Regions from separate parts of the Zea mays genome. Here region 1 is linked to region 2. A link is a contact called in public Hi-C data. All regions are on one chromosome and are shown on one strand. The core of a region is the stretch at or near the end of the contact, and the rest is flanking DNA. Distances in the headings are between cores, read along the strand shown. Region 1 holds the start of LOC100284699. Region 2 holds the start of LOC100274599.

What was found. A called contact is a pair of places that touch in the nucleus more often than the background predicts.
Region 1: a Hi-C map of ear shows a contact between it and region 2, with 2.3 times the contacts expected there. The contact joins the promoter of LOC100284699 here to the promoter of LOC100274599 in region 2. A contact is called at or near these places in 3 of 25 Hi-C or Micro-C datasets (ear, leaf and tassel).

Annotation. Positions count from the first base shown.
Region 1 is chr7:166,735,263-166,738,107 of Zm-B73-REFERENCE-NAM-5.0, forward strand. LOC100284699 reads right to left here and starts at 1,317. Exons shown (of 2, transcript NM_001397418.1): 1 at 545-1,317; 2 at 1-446. The coding sequence starts at 1,181. The coding sequence ends at 31. It also overlaps the pseudogene LOC100193600.
Region 2 is chr7:166,531,596-166,534,500 of Zm-B73-REFERENCE-NAM-5.0, forward strand. It overlaps LOC100274599, which reads right to left and starts at 1,284. Exons shown (of 1, transcript NM_001148951.1): 1 at 265-1,284. The coding sequence starts at 1,258. The coding sequence ends at 611.

The DNA of each region.
Region 1 (2,845 bases), core at 67-2,566, 200 kb after region 2:
CGAGCCGCAGCGATTTGCACCAAGTCCTTCTCAGTAACGGATGCCCCTGCCAAGCATGTCGCTGTAGTGCTTGAGCGACTCCTGCCGCTGCAGCCGCATCTCCATGTTGAACTTGTGGATGAACGCCTCCACGCGGCGGTTAAGCTCGTCCTGCCCCAGCGACGGCTCCCGCCGCACCGGCGCAGGAGGCGCCTTGCTCCTTCCGGCGCCCCCACCGTCGTTGAAAGTCTCGGCCTTCCGCATCGCCCCCGCCGGCGCGACCGCCGCTGGATCGACCTCCCCGCTGCGGCCGCCGGCGGACGGACGGCGGCCCGGGCGGGCGTCCCAGGTGTCGGACTTCTTGAGGTGCCGAGCTAGCGGCGGGCCCCGGCCCTCCGTGATGGCCTTCCACGTGCTCTCCAGCGTCTCCTCCTTCCGCGGCCGCGCTACCCGCAGAGCCCTGCTACCTGCGATTGCCAGAATCCCGGTTGGTACCAAACAGAACTGCCAAAGCGACCTTTGAATCGTGCTGAGGATGGCAAAAGCGCGTGAGCAAGGTTGTTACCTTCTGGGCTTGCTTTGGCCGTCTTCCTGCTGAACCTCGCCGATACCAGCGGCTTGTCCCTGGAGTTGGTCAGGTCGGTGAACGGCAGCACCTTAGTCTCTACATCCGCGGCCACCTCCGGCTCCTCGCCCCTCCGACGCGGCGTCCAGGTCGACCTTGAAATCGAGTAGTCCTCGTCCACCTCGTCTGGCGGCACCGGCGCCACCTCTGTAGTGTGGACCTCCACCAGAGGCTCCCGCTCCTCGACAGCAGCGACGGCCGCGGCCTTCACTGCCACCAGGGGCATCGCCGCAGGCACCTGCAACGCAACCGCAGGCTGGATCCCGTCCTGCTCTATCTCCTCGCCCGCTCCTCCTACTCCGATGGCGCCGGCGCCGGCGTCGGCGGCGGGGGCATACGAAGGGGCCGACGGACGACCGCCGTCGCTCGGCTGGAAGCGTGACGACGCGGCGATGGAGATGATGATGGCGTTGATGACGAGGTACAGGTACGGCGGCGTGAGCCAGGTGGCGGCCACGGCGCGTGCGCGTGGCAGCTCTTCCGTCACGAACGCCGCCAGCGCGGGACCAAGGAACCGCACGCCCCCGGCCGCCAGCACCGCCGCGGCCGCCGCCTTCAGCGTCCGCGCGTACCCCATCGACCTGGTCTAGTCTTCTTCTTCCAGCTCCCCGAACCCAGCACGAGAAGTGCCGCGTCCTAGCTGTCGGTGTCCGTGTACGGCGGGCGTTCGCGGCAGCTAGGGAAACGGAAGGAAGCGAAGCGATGTGAGAGGTGGGCGCGGCGCGGCGCGGTGGGGCGAGGAGTTTATAACGAGGGGACCGGAGCCGATGGCGAGACGCGGGCCATCGGATGAGGCCCGCCCGGCCCGCGTGAACGGTGGTGGGAGGGAGATGCGGGCGGTGTAGTCCTTCCTGCCTGTGCCGATGAGAGCGGCCGAGGTTCAAACGGTCAAAGTGACCGTTGGGGAGCGGTGGGGGTAGAGAGCGGGCGGCGCATGGGCCCGCGACGCAGGCGGCCACGTTTCTGGTGGGCCTGCCGCGCAGCCACGTATACCGGCCCCTTTCACCGCGCAGCCTCACCTCATGTCATCATTAATCGGTGTCAGTGCTAAACGAGACGAAGCATGTTATTGTTACTGGAGTGGTCATCAATCAAACAAACAACTACTCTCGATGAGACGCATGTTATTGCTAAATGCTAAGGGAGTAGACATTTTTAGTTTCGCCTATGCATGCGCTCTTTTTTTTGCTACCGTACAGATACTCAGAAGGGGGTCGTGGACTGTGTCGAAACGTGGCGCTCACGTCACGTGTCCACCGTGGCGGTACGGCAACACGTGTGGCCGGTACGTACGCGGTGCACGATGACCTCATGCGCGGAGGTGGCGCGCGGCAAATACTACACAGGTGTGGCCCGGAGAGGTCGCCTGCCTGCCTACCTTGCCCACACAATGACACAACCGTGCCTCGCCGGATCCGTATCGCAGCATGCGGCGGCCGGAGCAGCGTGAGGGCTTGTTTGGTTAGGGAAATTAGAGAGGATTAAGAGCCTATTAGGTTTGAGACTAAATGAGCGAACTAAACACACCTTAAATCCTCTTCTATACAAACTAGGTGAGTGCCCGTGCGTTGCAACGGAAACATATAATACTGTGATAACTTATGTACAAATGTGTGTTATATTGTTAAGATGAGCCGTCTGTTAGCCCTAGATTTGCAAAAAAAAAAAACATGGAAAATCATGATATCAATGTGCAACACGCAGTTTCTTTGTACTTGCAATGTTTGGAGCAACCTTTCTGATGTATTCTTCTCGCTTTTTCAAGGGTAAGAGTTTAATGTGTTTGACAAGCTTGCAACAATTGAGCTTGCATTGGGAGCACTTGGCACGTTCTATTTCAAACAGTGCCTGCAGATAATTACTAAGAAGCTTTATTACATATATGTGAATTAACTTACAATTTTCTTTGATTTTATATAGCTGAAAATAGTCCTAACTATTCAATGACACCTACAAATTTTTTTTCACTTATGTGGATAACAGAAAGAAGACTCAACTGTCACAGGGTCCTACCACTGGTTCTTAATCTGTATTCCTGGAAACAAGCTAGACCACAGAATAAATCTTCAAAATATTCTGGTGCCTTTGCAAGCCTTCCACTGAACCAAGTAAAACAATATTATTGTGACCAAATTTTATTTGTTTATAATAAAAACAGGATTTACTTCGAAACACAAGGAGTTGTTACTTGCAAAGTCCTTGACAAAGTTTGCACAGAGGTTCGTCGTCAGTGGTCTAGCT
Region 2 (2,905 bases), core at 34-2,533:
TTCCAGCACAGTCCTAGCCACTAATGGCGTCGATGAATGAATGCGTCGAGCAGGAACAGGACGCACCAGCGTGAGGCATTGCGGCACAGCGGTCGCCACCGATGATGAAGATATGCAGATGCCCTACCATATACTCTGCAACGCGTACTGAGACCAGGGCGATCATTCTCCCAACCACAGACGGTTATGATGCTCCAACTCCAACCACAGGAGGCAGGACCGCAGGAGATTAGAAAACACCACCGAATCCACTGGTAAAGATTTCCGAGTTATCATGGCCGTCCTCGTCTCAAAACGACCAAATCAAGCTGTTTCATCAGTATATAAAGAGGAACAAAAGAAAGCAAGCAGAGCAGAGCTTGTCGCTCCCTATCTCATCACCGTAAAATCCTATATGTACATGGCGGCAAGCCATCTAGATAAAAAAGCAACAGAAGAAAGAACTCCAATCACCCCGCACGCCTAATCACTCACTAAGAAGAGAAATCTTGTCGACAGCCTCAGCTCCAAGTACCAGGGATCTTAATCCGCGGGAGACGGGAACGGAAGGGAGGGAGGGGGGAAAAAACTGAAGACGATGATACGCGGTCCATCCAATCGGTAACCGCGCTCACCGGCACCTGGAGATGTCGATCTCGATGAGGCTGTCCTCCTCCAGCTCGATCTCGATCATGCCGTCGTCCGCGTCGCCGCCGCCCCGGACGTAGCCGTCGTCGCTGCCCGAGTCGGGGTCGGAGTCCGAGTCCGAGTCCCACGGCAGTCCCATCTCCTCCGGCAGCCCCCACTCGGCCTCGAACTCCTCGTGGATCACCTCCAGCGCGCGCCCTTTGGCCGCCCACGACGCGAACTCCAGGAGCTCCGGGAACACGGCCCCACGCTCCGGCTCTGGCGGCGGCGGAGGAGGGGGAGGCGGCGGGCACGCGGCCTCTGGAGCCTGCTCCTGCTCCTGCTGCTTCTTCTCCTCCGTCGGCGGCGGGGAGGAAGGAGGAGGGGCGGCGAGAGCGGGAGGCGGCGGCGGCGGCGTGGAGCCGAGGTGGAGGAGGGAGAGGAGCAGGAGCAGGGAGGAGAGCGAGGCCGGGGAGAGCACGAGCAGCAGCACCGGCCGGGGGAGGTAGAGCACGGCGAGGAGCGACGCCGCAGCCGCCGCCGCGAGGAGCGGGTGCTGGTGATGGGGCTGCTGCCGCTGGCCGGCGCCGGCGACGGCAGCGGTCAGCTCTTGCGCGGCCGGCTCCGGCAGGGTGGGAGCGGGAGTGGCCATTTATGGAGGGAGGAGGGTGTGCGGCGGTTAAAGCGCGGCACCCGGCACGCGCGGCGTGTTTTTTTTATATACGAGGGGGAAGCGGACAAGCAGAGGAGATTCGCCGCGAACAAAAGCTCCGGCGGGTTTGGCAGCAGCCAGCGGAGAGAGAAGGTGTTTTGGTGGGCTGGTGGCGTCGATGAACACGAACGGGCGCTACGGGACAGTGGGCTGCTAGTCTGCTACGCAATGGCGTGCGAGTACGACAGGGCGCTTTTTTTCAATATGGTATTTTTATATGTTATTCATTTTTCTTATATAAAAAAAATCTGCGATGTACTCATGGAGTCTCCGGCGGTCCGGCCTTTAGAACCAAGAAGACCCGTGCCGGTCAAAGCGGCGTGGTGTACCGCCGTGATCCCCTCTCGTCAGCAGCGAAGCGAAGTGAAGCGATGATGGGCATTGATGACCGGCCCCCGCAGCAAACGGCGCACCGGCAGCGGCATGTGGCTTCGATCAGACGACGGCTGGACGCCTGCACCTGCACGCGCACGCGCACGAAGGAAGCGACGGGTCGTAACGAACCGGGGCGTGGGGCGTGGCGCGGGCGAGCAAAAGCGGCTGCTGCCGGAGCGGCGCCGAGACCCGAGAAAGCTGGCGAGCAAAAGGCGCATCCCCCCCCTCCCCCCCCCCCCCCCCCCCCCTCCGTTTGCATCATTCACCGGTCGTAGCGCATGCGGGCGCGTGGTAGCCCGGATGGTCGCGAATTCGCGGTCGGTCCGTTGGCAGAACGCATCGTCGTCACGTATCGCGACGCAGGCAGGCTGCATGCAGCGGCGGGCGGTGGCGCCCTGCGCCCAGCAGCAGCAGCAGTAGGATCGCTTGCACTCGAAGGGAAGGCTTTACCTGCCGGGCCGGGACGGCCTAGAAGGCTAGAACCGAGGCATGTGAGTGAGGGGAGGGGTAAACACTTGGTAGCCTCTTCTGTTCTCGAATCTCAACCGAGCGGGGATGGTTTCGAGAGTTCTGCGGTTGCTCGCAGTCGCAGTCGCAGACTCGCAGCAGCCCTCTCTCTCTCTCTCTCTCGTGCGCAAGGAAACAAGCTAGCTTCCACTGTTGACGTGGCCGGTGATTGGGGATCCGGATTTACACACGGTCAAATGAAAACCGCACCATGCGTTAGGTGAGCATCATTTAACCGTGAAACGTGTGGTCGTTTGTTTCACCCGCATGCATTCTGCATTATTACACAACATAAAAAAAGAAGATCAGCAAAAATGCGCAGCGCAGCGCAGCGCTACCAAGGACTCCAGGAGACGCGAGCCCTCCATGGAAAAGGGGATCCGGGACCGAGCGCGGGCGTTGGACTTGGACTGGACCGAACCGACGCCTGGCTGCCGCCTCGCCTCGCTGTTTGTTGCCTTACCTTTTGGCGTGCCAGCATCGTGGCCGGTGGGCCGGTCCCCGCCGGCGGGACAATAATTCAGCAGTTCGATCCGGCGACCGGCAGACTCCGACCCCGCCGCCAGGCGCCCCCGCACGACACCGGAGCCGGCGCGCGGCGGCCTGTGGTGCACTGGTGCTGGGGTGCTGCTGCTATACGGCTGTCAGGGGACAGGAAGGGGACGCTGGCAACAGCTGCGCCAGACGGTGCGGTGCGGGCCTTGC